Linked DNA regions of Macaca fascicularis: region 2 is linked to region 1. Evidence: chromatin contacts called from public Hi-C data. All regions are on one chromosome and are shown on one strand. The core of a region is the stretch at or near the end of the contact, and the rest is flanking DNA. Distances in the headings are between cores, read along the strand shown. Region 1 overlaps AFF1 (ALF transcription elongation factor 1). Region 2 overlaps AFF1 (ALF transcription elongation factor 1).

Region 1 (7,881 bases), core at 2,202-4,701:
AAGGACTTGCTATGTTGCCTAGGCTGGTGTCAAATTCCTGCCCTCAAGCAATCTTTTTACCTTGCACTCCCAAAGCGCTGGGATTACAGGCATGAGCCACCATGCCTGGTCTATTTCCTCGAATTTATGTGCTGTCAGATCAATTAACATAGTTCAAAAAGTATAATTTTAATATTATCAATGTTACATTTCTAACCTTTGTTAAGTGGACATTTTATGAGTACGTGCTATGATGAAATATTTTTTTCAGCAATTATGTCTGATACTAATTTGTTTATAGCATAAAGATCATGGTTGGTCTAGATAAAACAGCAAGAGAAAAATGGGGAAAAACAGCCACCAAAAAATTCTTGAGAGTAGACTTTTGCCTGGTTTCCTTGAAGGCTTACCACTTTACTATTGCAAAAGAAAATATGTGTACAAATGTATTTTGTTGTCTGATACAGATTTCTTACGAATGAAAATAAGTGCTGGCCAATTATGGTCCTTAAAATGATTCAAGGATTATAAATCAATACTGAATCAAAAACCTCTTAAAATTATTTTCTAAATAAGCATGATCTAGGTAAATGGTTTTCAAATATAAGCAGACCACAAGCATCACCTGTAGAATTTATTGAAATGCATATCCCTGGGACCTCACCCCACAAGGATTCTATGTCAGTAGTTCTGCAACTAGGATCTGGAGTCTGTGTTTAACATATGCCCCAGGCGGTTTGACCACATTTTGCTAAAACTGATCTAGGTGCTAAGAGGTTACATGGAATAGCTGTAATGTATAACACCTTTAATTAAAAGAAGACTTGATGAGTGTGGAGAGGTGGAGACATGGAAGTATTAGCAAATGATGTGGAATAATTTTGCACCTCAATTATTTTGAAACCCAAAGAGCTTTTGTATATGTACATTTTATATATTGTTATTTACTATATTAAAAATTAAAATTGAGGTATTTAAAATATTTATTTTTAAAAGCCACTATATATTGACCTAAATAAAACCTTTATAAAACCGATTTTCCAAAATTAAAAAAATTATTGAGAAAGAATGGCATTATTTTACATTCATGCAAATCTCTTTACTGTCTAGCTTAATAGAAGACAGCTAGATTCTCATACAGGTTATCCAAAATGCTTGGGACCAGAATTGTTTTGGATTTCAGATTTTTTCTGATTTTGGAATATTTGCAGTATATATTCTTGTTCCAGTGAGCATTTCCTTTGAGCGTCATGTCAGTACTCAAAAAGTTTTGGATTTTGGAGCATTTTGGATTTCAGATTTTCAGATTTGGGATGCCCAACCAGATTGAAACTGATTCTCTATTCAATCTGTTGCAATGTTGTTTTCGTTGAAGTCTATAAAGAAAATTCAACTTCACACAGAAAGAGGATGAGTACTTTTAATACCTTCTTTGATATTATACCAAACCTCCGTAAGTGGTAGTTTCTTAAAGGTTAATTGCATTGTGGAATCTGAAATGAGCTTTTTTATAAAACTAAACCTTTGATACATTAAAATCAGTTGGTCCGCTTTGCACTTTTTTTCAGTGTGTCTTTCATCCATGCATGATTTTGGTTTTTAAGAGGGAGTCTCACTCTGTCACCCAGGCTGGGGTGCAGTGGCACAATCTCAGCTCATTGCAACTTCTACCGCCCAAGTTTCTGGGATCACAGATGGGTACCATCATGCCCAGCTAATTTTTTGTGTTTTTGATAGAAATGGGGTCTCACCATGTTGTCCAGGCTCTGGTATCAAATTCTTGAGTTTAAGCGATCTGCCTGCCTTAGCCTCCCAAAGTGCTGGGATTACAGGCGTGAGCCACTGCACCCGGCCTACCCATGTATGATTTTGTTATACCATTGGTCATTTGGAAACTAAGGCAGATCTTCTCATATAACTTTGATCACTGTCACCCTGATCTCATCAGGAAAGTCTTTTAAGTATTGGTGAATGAAGCTGGCAAGATTATGTGGCAGATGTAAAAAGTCTTCCAACGTGCTTGAAAGCTCAAATTTCATCATTGGCAATAAGTACTGTCAATTGTTTTCCTCAAAGAAACAGGCTCAACTTTGTTCATTTTTAATAAAATGTCTGCCAAATACCCAAGTCAGAATAACTACGGTTTGTGAATTGTTCAAGTAAAAATGGTAGTCCATGAAAAAACAGCTAGCTCAGCTTGCAACTCAATTACACAAGTGCTTTTCTTCTAGACAGCCATTGTACTTCAGTGTGCAGTGGACTGCTTCATGGGTACTTCCATTTTGTCACAAAGAACATCAAAAAGACCCATGCTCAAGGGTCAAGATTTAATGAAAGTAATAATTCTGACTGCTTGCTTCATTAAAGACAATCATAAAGGAAACTGGCTTAAAAAGAAAAAAACCTAACGTGTGGTAGTGAAGAATGCAGTGACTACTAGTTTCATTTGCTGCCACTGCTTTGATTAGTGCGAAGGCGCCAGCAGTTTCCCCATAATTGCTTTTGCACCATCAGTGCAAATGTCAGCACACTGAAAAGACAATGTCTTTGTGTTATTCTAAAAATAGTTCTGACCTCTGAGACGGTCTTGGGGACTCCCAAGAATCTAGTAAACACACTTTGAGAACCCTTGATAGAGATGCCTTGGGCCTCCCTGCCAGCATTGTCGTTTTAGTGCCAGGCATTAACATGTTTGTATTACACGACGATTTAGTAATACAGTCTGGACTACCTCTTTATGAGACGAGGCAATGTTGTCATGATTTTAGGTAGAAGAAATGGAGAGTCCACAGTGCAGGCAGTTATTCATTATTCATCTAAGAGTCTTCAGCTCCTCCAGTGTACTCGTCCCTATGAGATGCTGAAGCACAACCTCCCTCCATCCCTGCTCATCCAAGTATTTTCCTGCGTTTGAGACGGCTTAAACGCTTTCCGTGGTCTTCTGAGTAGGAAGTGATTTCGTTTGTGCTTCGTATAGGACTTACTATATTGCATGCTCAAGTTTTTTGTTTGCTTCTTGTCAATCCCTTCATTGCTTAAGACCAAAATGAGTTACTGTTTTTCCTGTAATCTACGTGTAGTCCAAAAAAGGCGAGGTGTTTTGTAAATATTTGTCTCTATGTAAGGAAATCAAAACTGAAAGCAAAGTAACACCAAGTGTGCCCGTTTCCTGAGCTCAAGCACTGGAAGGATCAAAAGTAGCGAACTTTTGGTTTACTGCCGCGGTCTTGTTCCTGCTCACTGCCGCCTCTTGGGGCCCCATATTATTCAACAAATATTCAAATTGGAGCTGGAGTTCTGAGCGGCCGGGTACTGTGTATTCCAGCGGTGGGTGTCTGTACGTAGTTAGAACCTGGCAAGAGAGCACTCGCGAGGAGCCCGCAGGCGGGGCTGGTCGGCGCCCGGGTTCTGCCCCCTGCCCGACCCTGCCTGCCGCCTGCTGCCTGCCTCCGGCTCGGGCCGCCGAGCGCCCTGCCCATTTAAGGAGGCGGGCCGTACCACCGCAACTTTCTTGACAGGGGGTATCCCGGCGGACTCGGACAACTTCAAGGGACCCGAGAGGCGATTTCTCTTCCTTTCTAACTGTGGCCCGCGTTGTGCTGCTGCTGGGCAGGCGCTGGGCGCCGGCGATCTTCGAGCGTGGGGGCCCGTTGGCTTTCCCTTCTCAGAAACTGCGCCGGGGGCGCTCGCTCGCTCCGGATTCGGACGCGGCGCTCCCCAGGCTCGTCTGGAGTGCAGATCGCCGCAGAGGCCCCAGTGCCCGGATGTCTATCAGGATTAGCGCGAGCCAATACGGGGCGAGCCCGGGGCTGCGCCGAGGACGCCCGGGGCTGGAGAGCAGGTAGTCCCGTAACATCGGGGCGCCGCGCCGGTACGCGTACTCGCCCGGCTCCGCCAAATGGTGAGCGCGGCGCTGGCAGCAGGGCCCGCGGGGTGAAGGCGCTCATGGACGGAAGACCCCTGGCTCTATAAGCTGAATTATGGCAGCCCAGTCAAGGTAAGCCGGGTACCAGAGAAACTTTTTAAACGCATTCGTGTCGAGGGGAGCTGAAGGTTGCGGGGGCGGGCAGGGTGCGGGGAAGGAGACCGGCAGGAAGCAGCTTTGTCATTGCCTTCTCATCATTCCCGAGGCTGTGGCTTGACTAAATGTCAGATAAAAAACAGTTTGGAGAACATGCTGAACAATTTCTGCATAGCGGAGAGAAGGATGGAGTTAATGTGAAGATTAAAATTAGATAGCCCCCTTCTTCCCCCAGAACTGTTATTTTCCCGGACATTAAGTTCATTTCACTTGTCCGCCCTTGCCTAAATTTCCATTTCGGTTCTTTGTGCGCCTACCCTTCGGTTCTCTGGATTTCTTGCTTGTTGTCTCGAGGGGAAGTTTAGAAATACGATTAATGTAAAACATAGTTCACCTTGGAGAGGATGGGTGAGAATTTGCCTGGTGAGTGAAAATTTTACTGCTAGAATGTACGATTCCACATAAAACGGCCCCGCTTACGTGAATCTGCTGAGTAGGCAAAGACCGGGAACGCGCTGGGGTGGTGAAGGGGAGAGAGGATAATGAACTGCAGTTGCTGTCAGAGGAGCGCTATTGTAAGAACCTCAAGCCTGTCTTTCCATGGTTTGTTACTGGTTTTGTAATGAGCGTTAAAGAAGAGTTGATGACAAGGCATTAGTGATTATTATCCAAACTGTTCTGTGCGATTTTTAGTTTTGACAGCAGTTGGTGCTAAGGGAGACTTAGGAGTTATATATGCATTCTCTTTCAACTGTGTTTTGCTGGAAAGCAGTTTGGTCTCATATTTAAAAATAATAGGGCTCTTCAAGCTGATATTTGATGTAGAACAGTGATTTTGGGAGGTCTCAGAAGACTTAACAAATTTCACGTCTGAAGACTCAGATCATGGAGAGAAATGAATGTTAAATGTTCATGTTTGGGCTGGATGAGACTGAATTTTTTTTCCTACGAAGTAGAACTTTCTAGGAAGGAAAGAGCTTCTCTGTGTAGAGTATCTCCTATGTGCTGCCTGCTTTTTATATTTCTTCCTCTCAACCCAGTGGTTTATCCTCTGCCTCCATTTTATTGATAGTTTTAAGAAAGTGGTTCTTAATCTGGGGCCAAGTAGTAGAACTTGGATGAGAAACAGAAATTGCGTCTCTATTTTTGTTAACCTCTAACTGAAATTTAGTATTTTTTTTTTTAAAGTAGGAATAGAGATAAAACTATAGTACCAGTCCTGATGATGTTATCACAAATAGAAACTATGTGTCTTTTCATAATCTTATTACAATTGTTGCAGATATCTTCAGATAACTTGCGCTTTCCACTCAGGAAATTAAGGAACTGCTTTATCTTGCTTAATTCAGTCGTAAAGAAAAACAGTACTGTACTATTAATTTCTTTTAAATGTTTTAATAGGTAAGCTTGTCTATATAATCTGGCCCCTTTGTATTCTTATGTATTTTATTTAATGTATTTAAAAACATTATTTTGATACTGGTGTTATTCATCAGACTGCTATAGAGGTCTATGGCACAAAATCTTCCATTAAGATACCTTGATCTAAGAAGTTAGTAAATGCTGTGTGACAGAGCTCAGTAATATAGCGCAGGGATTTGAACCCAGGTGTGAGAGATTCAATGCCAGCGCTCTTAAACTAATGATAAAAATAAAATGAGACACAAGCTAAATTGGACACTGCTGTGTGCCAGGCACAGCGTTAAGCAACTTTAATTGGATTAGCTCTTTGACTCTTCTTGGGCACCTAAATAGGTAAGTACTTTTATTATCCACATTTGTTAGTTAAGGAAACTGAGGTCCTGCCTGGCTGTTTCTTGCTTGAGGTCACAAAGGTGGAGCAACGCCTGACTCCAGATCTGCTTTGCACACTTCCTCCCTTACGTGCTTCCTCTTTAATGCTGAGGTGAGATGTTAAAGGGAGCTGCCAAGCCTCAGTATAACAGTACAAAGAATGATTCCTGCTAAAATTGGTTGTTTGTAATATGTAATAATCCTGAGTTATCAATGTGGTGGTTCAGCTTGCCAGCAATTAAAATAGATGAATTGTGGTTATTTCTGATCCTCTACCTGGCCTTCCGACATTCCCTGGAACTAGGAATAGTCACAAGACTGTTACGTCTGCTGTTTTCTTTGTGTGTTGGGAGTATATCTCACATTTTGTAAATGTCCGTTTTCTTTGGTTACACCTGGAATGTGGCCCACGTTCGTTCAGATATTGTGCTCTGTGGGAGAGAAGGTAATCTTTGAGATCCAGAGAAAATATATGGAGAAGATTCAATATATTTTGGGACTTCAGGGAAACTCTAAAGCTGGGCCACGTTGCCCTGAGTAGTGCTAAGAGAAACCGAAACATCACCTGTGATGTAAAAGCTCAGGTAGTGAACCATGTGCTATGCATTAGTGTTTGTTTGCTCTTGAGACAATTAATTTAGACTGACAGACTCATTGTACTTACGATTCATAGCTCGGTGTTTAACCACACTAGTTTCATTGTGCATTGTTTAGTTTGATTCCTGATTTGATATTGATGGGTGATATATGACTTATTTTTTTATGCAAATTGATTAGGCAGTGTATTCCCGTCCCTGTAGTTCACTCCTTAAGGCAAGATATTGTCTCCCACATTTTAGTCTCCCCTACATAAGCTAGAAGTACTTTGAATTGAGAGATTACCTAAGTATTTCTTGGCTTGTGGACTTTTATAAATTAAGGTTGTATATTCCTCTACCTCATTTTAAAACCTAAGAGTAGGAAATTTGTTTTGTGGTTGATTTCTTCTCTTAAAGCTGGAAGACATTTCTTGACTAAAATGCGAATTAAATGCTTTTAAAATTTAAATTTTGGGGGCCATATTTTGAAAACAATGAATATTTGGTTTATTGTGTTCCCAGAGTTGTGGAGAAAGGTGGTCACTGAGAAATGTCATGTCAGTTAAAGCGGATAGTATGCTGTGTCTGGGCTCTCAGATAAGTGTGTGCTTTCTTTGGAACCTATAAACATAACAGACACATTGAATATACTTCCTTGTGGAAATTGCAACAAACTTGCTTTCTTTAATGTGAAATAGTTACAGAACATGACTTTAGTTACTGGACTCTGATGGAAAGTGCATCCAGACTATTTTATAGAAGTATAAAAACTAGCAACTGATTAACGTAACAGTTTATAGACTTTTTTTTTTTTTCTGCAAGGATTAACAGTGCTTTATACTGAGGAGTGATGTTGATGAATACAGGAAAAAGGAGGGCTTTGTCTGATTCCCCGCCTCTGCTGCTAACCCTCTCATTGAAGCAAATCCCTGAATTCTAGAAAGGAAAATATACATACCTTCAAATACCATCAGGGATTAGCCAGTTAAAAAAAATCACCTAATGCTACCTGAGAACCCCTGGCCCTAGGGGTGTATGCGTGGGAGTGGGGGAGTTGAACTTGCTTCTTTGGGAGAGTTGAATCTGGTGGCTGAGCATGGAGCTTCTCAAAAGAAAGGATTTATAGACAAACTGCAGAAGGAAAGTAGGTTCAGTCAACTCTCCCACAGTTTTTAACTTTTGAATTTGACTAAAATTAATGTTAATGAAGCTTTGAAAAATCAATAAAGAAGCAAAGTCAGATTGTTCCCAAGATTAATATGAAGCTGGTTTTTGGTGGATCTCTTTTACTCTGGGGAGGGAAAGTTTTCCGTTGCGAAAAGCAGTGCTCTTAAACTGGTGTAGAACCAGTTTTGCCCCGCCCTATGCCCATGTCTCTGATTCTTTGAGCTAGTGATTACCTTGGAAGAAAATTCGTGAATGCAAAACAGCTTTGATTAAAAATGAGCCAATATCAAAGAGAATGCTGTGGTTTTGGAAAGGTACAGTTCAGGGAAGAGATTTTGGGAC
Region 2 (7,881 bases), core at 3,666-6,165, 120 kb after region 1:
TATCCACCTGCCTCTGCCCAAGTGATGGGACTACAGGTGTGAGACACGATGCCCAGCCTCATTTTCATTTATTGTTATAACTGGCATTTACCACCTGGCCCATTAGGTTTTGCCCATTAGGTTAGAAATTGAGATATTATATTAATTGAAATGTTAATTCATATTCTGAATTATTAAAAGAACTGCTCTGTACAAATTTTACTCTCGTAGTAGGATCTTTTATACCAATATCACATCCATATTTTAACACATGACCATACAACACCTCATTACAGTTACTAACATATGGTTAGTGTCTCCTTGAGTAATATAGGCTGATAATGGCACATTGCAAAGTGTTGACCACATCATTTTATTTATTATAATTTTGGAAGATTCTTTTGGATACAGAATGGACAGAGTAAAAAAAAAAATGCTGCATTATTTAAGATTGTCTGTTACTTGAACATGCTGCTATTTTAGACAGTCTCCTTTTATTTTGAATCATTGAGCTCTTGTTCTATTTGTTGCTTTTTCATGATGATGAAAGATTAGTGAGCTTTTCTCCAATAGCATTCCCAAGCCAACTTGCCCAAGAATCAGAGACAAAGACACAAGAAGGGCCAACTCTCTCCTGCTGAGAAGGAAATAAAATTTTTAACACTCTTGTAAGTACATGAAAAGCTTCTTACTCAGCTGTGGAAGTTGAGCTAAGAATAACAAAGGGAAAAAAGATTGTGAAGCCTGCTGTCATGTCTGAGATTTGACTGATTAATCCACTGGGTTAAAAATATAACCCGACTTTACCAAATAGTAAAGGGCGACTGCTTTCTTCAGAACCTCCTCGCAGCAGACTAGAGGATGTGTATTGCCACCACGTTTGCAGCAGGCAAGTTGAGTGGGATGGTATCCGTGCTAATGAGTGCTCTGTCTCAGCTAGAAGAGGGCATATTTTCATGCCAGAAACTTCTTTAAACTTTTTATATGGGATGGATTGGGGTGTGTATGTGTGTGTGTGTGAGAGAGTGAGTGAAAGGTACAAAACTTTATGGAGAAAATTGTGATGGACCTGGTTAGGAAAAAGATACCTGCATCTGATAACACCTGAGAAAACTTCAGGAACACACTCATGTAGCTCCCTGTCCTGGTAAATCTCTCACCTGTCTCCCAGCTGCTGTGGTCTTGTGTGGTCTCCAGTGCTGGCCGTCTGCATTAGCTGGGGTGGGGACAGGTATTCACTTCTGAAAGGATTACTTACCGGGTGGAAATGTTAGAACCTGGAGGATCCCCCAGAGAGCTCAGTCTAGTTCATACCCCAGTGCAAATCTAGAAGTGTTGCTTGAGGCCCTAGAAAGGGAAGCTTCCAGCTCTCACTGTTGACTGTGGGAACTGTGCCCTCTAAAAGCCGTTCCCAGGTTTTGGCTGAGCACCTCTTGGGCAGCTCATTTATCTTTCTGTTTAGAGCATGAAGAAATAGTGATCCCTTCATCTTAATCGAGTGCATGATTTCTTCAAAAGGCTGTCGAGCTGCTGAGAGATCTGACCTGGGAAACAGTCGGCCTCTTTGGTACTGTCAGGATTGATGTCTGACCCACTGGTTCCAAACTCCGGCTACACATTACAGTCACCTGGGAGCCTTTAGCACTGATGACGGGAATCCCCAACCCCCACTGGTATTTTAAAAAATTCCTCTGGTAATCCTAGTGCCTATCAGGGCTGGGAACCACTGAAGCAGAGCCGTACTACAGGGCCCAAGAGCATACAAAGCTAGTTATTTGGATCCAAAATTGGTCAAGTGTGCAGTATTTAGACATCATGATCTAGGCAAACAGAATTCCTGGCCTGAAATATGTCACTAGTTACAAACATTAGAAGCTTTCAGGTAAATAAATATAAAGAAACAGTCAACTGTATTCTTACTTCTTCATCAGAGAATCGTGTGTCGTTTGGTTTAACTTCCTGCTGGATTCCAGGTGGGAGATGAGCATATTAATCTCATTATTTATTGTAGAGGACAGGTTGTCCCCCCTTCCTCATTAGTGCCCTGACTGCTTGTTCGGGGTTCTCTGCCCCTGGCCCTCTGACTGGCACGGTTGCTCCAGCAGGCACCAGTGTGTGGGCCTGCTCTCCATGGCAGAGACAGGGCTGTCAAGTTTGGGTACTGCTAACATTTGGATAATGAGGATATTTTTCATTTTCTTCATTTTAAATGTGAACATTAGGAAAAGCTCTGTGAGCATATAGTCAGAGCAATAGAAGAACATGCTTGATCCCTCACATTAGTGGAATTTAGTGTTTTTATTTAAAGGCCTGTTAGAGTCTGTCCCTCTCTTGGCACAAAGTTTAGCAAATATTTTCTTTCAGAATATTTACAGATTCTTGAATCCACTTCAGATTTAAAAGTGTATGAAGATAATCATAAAGAGTTAATGGTGGCTAACATCTGTGATGAAGTCGTTAGACATGGCACCTATAGAAATGCACACACATTTTTTTTTTTACTACTCTACAGCCGTGGGTAAGGAACAATGCATGAGGAAAAGTAGAGAAAACTGTGAGGGTAAATATGCATGACCTCATGTTGTGTTCTTTACATAAACTACTGAATTTCATCAGTCTGACTGCAGTTTAGATTTTCTAATACCAACTTATGTTTTCTTTTTAAAAATTTTTATTTTTAGCTTAGAGACTATTCTGTTAATTCATCTACTTATTTTTTAGAGACAGGGTCTCGCTCTGTTGCCCAGGATGGAATGCAGTGGCATAGCTCACCAACCTCAAACTCCTGGGCTCAGGTGACCCTCCTGCCTCAGCCTCCTTAGTAGCGTGGACTACAGGCACATGCCACTGTACCCAGCTAATTTCTTTTTATTTTTTGTAGAGATGGGGTTTCACTTTGTTGCCCAGGCTGGTCTTGAACTCGGGACCTCCAGCAACCCTACCTCTGCCTCCCAAAGCAGTGGAGGTACTGGTTGAGGGCAGTTGTCTGGCTCATTGGTGTTTTGAACAAAGAATTGGACAAAATGCACACAAAACCAAGGCAGTGAAAACAGATTTATTTTAAATGAAAGTATGCTCCGCAGGGTGGGAGCTGGCTGGAGCAAGAGGCTTGGGAACACTGGTTCTTCTGGGGTTTGTATGCCCTCTAGAGGTTTCCCACTGGTTCACTGTAGTGGCCCACGACTGGTCTGATTGATTGTAGGGGGGACCAATCAGAGTTACTTTCATTTTCCAGCTACCACACAGAAAAAGGAGGGGTTGAAAAGGGAGTAGCCTCTGATATCCAGTCAGTGTAGGTGGGCCTAAGGTTCCCTGCCTTCAGACCCTGTTCTCCTGCCTCAGTGGGGTTACAGGCGTGAGCCACCATGCCTGGCCTATATTTTCTTCTTTAGAATTCTTAAACCAAGCTTAGTTTTTTCCAGATTTGGAAGAAAAGTTGAACTCAAGAACTACAATATATATATACAGTAATATGCAACCAGGCCAGTGCAATTGGGAGCCTTCTAAAAATGTACCTAGCTGGGCACAGTGGCTCACATTTGTAATCCCAGCCCTTTGAGAGGCTGAGGCGGGTGGATTGCTTGAGCCCAGGAGTTCAAGACCAGCCTGGGCAACTCTGTGAGACCCCGTCTCTGGGGGAAATTTTTTTTTTTTTTTTTTAATTAGCCAGGCGCAATGGTGCGTGCCTGAGGTCCCAGCTACTCGGGAAGCTGTGGTGGGAGGATCACTTGAGTCCAGGAGTTAAAGGTTGCAGTGAGCTGTAATTGAGTCACTGCACTCCAGTATGGGCAACAGAGTAAGACCCTGTCTCTAAAAAAAGTAAAATAAACACGTAACGTGCATAGAGCTACATGTGTGAGCCTTGCATTGTTCTAGGAGCTCATGGAGATAATTCCTCACTTCATTCAGTCATCTTATAGATTCCTTTCAAATGAAGGATAGTCTGTCTTAATTATCATTTAGATGAATAACTGAATAAGGAGGTGCATTCATTCAAGTCTTTCTTTTCCTTTTTCTAAATAATTGCTTTGCCAACCAAGACGCTTTAACTTTTTTGGGAAAGACATTCCAGTGCTATCGTGTATGTGTTTTGAGGAGTGAGGAAGGGAAGTTATGATGTGTAAGAGGAAAATGCAGCTTTATTGCAGGGAATGATTGGTTCAGTCCTTCCCTTGCATCCAAGATCCGACTGTCTTTTCTTGGTTTATTGCTCCAGATCAGCACCCCTGGTTATCTTTCAAAATGAAAGCTCATCCCTTCTGCTTGACTAAGGCCACTTACATCTAAATTTCTCCATGCCTGTTAGTTACCCTGAGGAGAGCACCACAGCCATATGCATGTGATAGCTTAGGCTGTTCTGAATCAACCGTTCCCTCACCAAAGAGAAAAGTGGATGAATTTCCCTTTTCTGTAGCACTCATCCCAGTGAACACAACCTGTTTGCACAGCAAGTCCCTGGGCCTGATCTTGGTGCAAACTTAAATTGATGTCCCTTGTGTCTTTTTTGTATTGAATCTCCTTCCGAGGGGAATCACAGGGAAGTCCCTGAATTTCCCCAAAGACTGCGTCTCCAGTTTTCTGTGTTCCATGTGCTACCAAGCTCATTTGCTTCCCTTTAGAAGAAGATAATAGAGCCTTAGAATTTAAGTGTGGAAAGAACCTTAGTGGTCCCTTGATCAGCTGCCACCTTTTATAGATGAGATCCAGAAAGGCACTAACATGGCTTGGCTGCTGAGTAAAAATAGATCTGCAGCTCAGGCATGCTGTCTCCTCCCAGTGCGGTGATCTTTCCTCTTTTTCACACGTGTTTCTGCGTACAAGTGTCTGTCGGGAGGATTCTTAAGAGGCGCACAAGGTCGGCGTACTGGCTCTGACGCCGGTGAATAAGGCGGCTACCACGTCAGCCCTGGCTTGGTTCCTCCACAGCCCCCACCGTTGCCACTCAGTACCACACACATTCCTACTCCACTTTAGCTCCTCCTGCAGATGCCCCCATCTTCCTCCACAGCCAAGCTCCTGGTTAACTACATCTTTCCATCTGCTGGAATCTCTGTTGCCCCAAATAAGTGTCAGTTCTGGAAGAAGCCACCTTTTCCCTGCTTCCTCCAAGTGTCTGCTGGGTGAGCCAGCTGCAGGGCAGCGCAGCCCGCCGAAAGGCTTTCCCTGACGGAAACTGACTCGGCCCCTTGCAAGCCCATGTCTTCCTTTTATGGCCTTCACTCTTGCCCTGTGCTCCACTGTGGGTGGAGCAGCATCTGGCAGACGATCAGGGCTGCCTGACCCAACAGGTTAAGAAAAGCAAACAAGTCTGTGAGGACCAATTTGTCAGCCGGCAGCCTCCCTTTGTGGAAGGTGAGGCACCGTCCTTGAGACACTTAACCTAGTAGAAAAAGAATTTCTGAAACCCATACCTTAAGCCAGATTCCCTGAAGTGGGGGTGACCTGGGGGATAAACCACAGGGCAAAGGGACTTCTTTTTCCTCCTGAAGAGAGAGTATCACTCTCATCTGAATGGCTTCTTGACCCAGAAAAATCTAAAGAACACCGTGCCTCCTGTTTTTTGGCAGGTCTTTTCTTGGAATTTTGGTCTGCATTTCCGCTCACCCAGTATTGCATGGCTCCCAGGTTAATGACCCTTTCCTACATCCATCCACTTAAAGTTGTAGTGCAGTCCTGCATCCAGTGACCTCAGCTGTGTCCCTGAGCTATTAAGCTGAATTTCTGTGCCACTGACAAATACCGAGTGCCTACTCTGGGGAAGCCTCTGTGACTGTTCCAGAGAGAAGATGACAAAGTTCCAAGTGCATAGTGTACAAAAAAATACTAACCTCATGCCCGCTGGCTTGATTTCAACAGTTAAGCAAAATCAACAGAAGGGGATTTTTGCTTTAAAGTTTGATGGCTTGCTTTCTACCAGCTTATAGAATAGTATCTGCTTCTAGGTTGCTAAATATCAATATAAAGCATATTATTCCAGTAAGTGCCAATGCAGTTGTTAGATGCTGGCGCTGAAGTTAGTGCTCGCTGGTTTCTCTCTTGTTGGCTGTCTACTTGAGTCACCGATTGGCACAGCCAGAGCTATAACCAGTCTGTGAGGATTGATTTGCCCTGACTTGTATCTTCATATGTGGTTTATAAGGTCTGCCAGATTGGCCTATAGTTACAACCAGCATGTCCTAAGCAAAATGAAACTATACGAACAAAAATCAGCTCTCATTCCACTGCTAGACTTTGGTGTTTTCTTTAAGAAGTAGCCTTGTTAATGCTTAGTTTTGCCTTGGGGGCCTTAATGTGTCATTAACTGCCTGGAAATACCTTTCATTGAAGACAGTATATTTTACTACCTCATGTTCAATTTAGTATCCATCTGTATATTTTAGCAAATTTTGACTTTTCAAAGACAAAGTTTCCGTCTTGTAGTGTTTCTTGGGCCGGCTATACTTCCTTTCATCTAAAACTCACTACAGTTCACTGGGCCGTTTGGTAACAGGGTAACCTGGGCATAATTAAGTGCTTGATTGACAGAGGAGTTACCAGTACCAGAAGTCAGGTTCTATTTTAACCCCATCATTTCCAATTGATTCTTTTTCTCTCCACCATTATTCACTGTCTCTCAAGCGTTGCCACTGTGAGTTGTTGAACGGAGGTTTGTATGCTGCACAGAGCCCTGTCGCAGTGCCCCAGCAAGCTTCTTGTGGCGTGTGGCAGCACCTTTAACCTCTAAATTGTACTCCAGGATCTGCTATAAGTCCATGCTTGCAGGAGAAACAGCTGTGTAGAGTTTCCTATTGCATTTCATTTGTGGGTTTAGAACTTGGTTGCTCATTTCATGTATTATCTCCTTTTTCAGTCCTTCAAGGTACATTTTTCCAACTTCTCTAATGAATGATTACATTTCTGAGTAGCTGATCTGTTTTTATCTTATCTAAGCAGTATATTTATAATTCCTTCTTTGCATTGGCTAATCTGATTAGTAGTTCAGAATTAGTAGTTCAGAACCCAATTTGCAGATTATAGCAAACTCTGAAGAACTGTGCTGTCAAGTAGACATACAGTATAAGCCACATATGTAATTTAAACTTTTCTAATACCACATTAAAAACTGTAAAAAGGGGAGGAAATGGAAAATTAGTAAAAAAAAAAAAAATTTCTTTTTGAGACAGAGTCTCATTCTGATGCCCAGGCTGGAGTGTAGTGGTGCAATCTCAGCTCACTGCAACCTCCACCTCCTGGGTTCTAGTGATTCTTGTGCCTCAGCTTCCTGAGTACCTGGAACTACAGGCGCCCACTACCACACTCAGCTAATTTTTGTATTTTTAGTAGAGATGGAGTTTCACCATGTTGGCCAGACTGGTCTTGAACTCCTGAGCTCAAGTCATCCATCCACCTTGGCCTCCCAAAGTGCTGGGATTACAGGCATGAGCCACCACGCCCAACCTAACATTTTAATAATTATATCTAATCCAGTATACCTAAAAGATTATTCAACTCCCAAAATATGTATGTCTGTTACATATCAATAAAAAAATCACTTAACATAAAAATACTACATTCCCCTTTTTGTACTAGGTCTTTATTTCAGATTAACACCATTCAAGTTCAGGTGCTCCCTAGATCTAGCTGTGGCTGCCAGATGGTAGCGTGCAGGACAGTGAGAACTGATAGCCTTCCGAGGATACAAGCCTTCACTTGGCCTTAATTTCTCTCTTCCTCCTGTATTTTCCCTTCTTAACGTTTTTACTTGTGCACATACTGTAAGATTAAAAACAGGTATCTTTGTAAGCTACTCTCAAAGAAGCCGTTTTGAAACAAGGCACTGCATAAATGAATAAAAGTGTTTTTTCCAAAGGAGTCTCTGAAGGGCTGGATGGATGTGCAAATGCGGGCACACTGATTTGTAGG

What was found. A called contact is a pair of places that touch in the nucleus more often than the background predicts.
Region 2: a Hi-C map of liver shows a contact between it and region 1, with 3 times the contacts expected there. The contact joins two enhancer-like sites. A contact is called at or near these places in 2 of 2 Hi-C or Micro-C datasets (liver and skeletal muscle).

Annotation. Positions count from the first base shown.
Region 1 is chr5:92,547,035-92,554,915 of T2T-MFA8v1.1, forward strand. AFF1 (ALF transcription elongation factor 1) reads left to right here. Exons shown (of 21, transcript XM_074040095.1): 3 at 3,498-3,976. The coding sequence starts at 3,960. Among named protein-coding and RNA genes, the nearest start is that of AFF1, 71 kb to the left of the region's middle. Within about 2 kb of position 3,452, at least 6 of the 6 cell types and tissues checked have an H3K27ac peak or open chromatin away from gene starts, as enhancers often do. A contact at or near this core is called in liver, where this site is marked.
Region 2 is chr5:92,661,401-92,669,281 of T2T-MFA8v1.1, forward strand. The region is part of intron 12 of AFF1 (ALF transcription elongation factor 1); the gene reads left to right. Among named protein-coding and RNA genes, the nearest start is that of KLHL8, 120 kb to the right of the region's middle. Within about 2 kb of position 4,916, at least 3 of the 6 cell types and tissues checked have an H3K27ac peak or open chromatin away from gene starts, as enhancers often do. A contact at or near this core is called in liver, where this site is marked.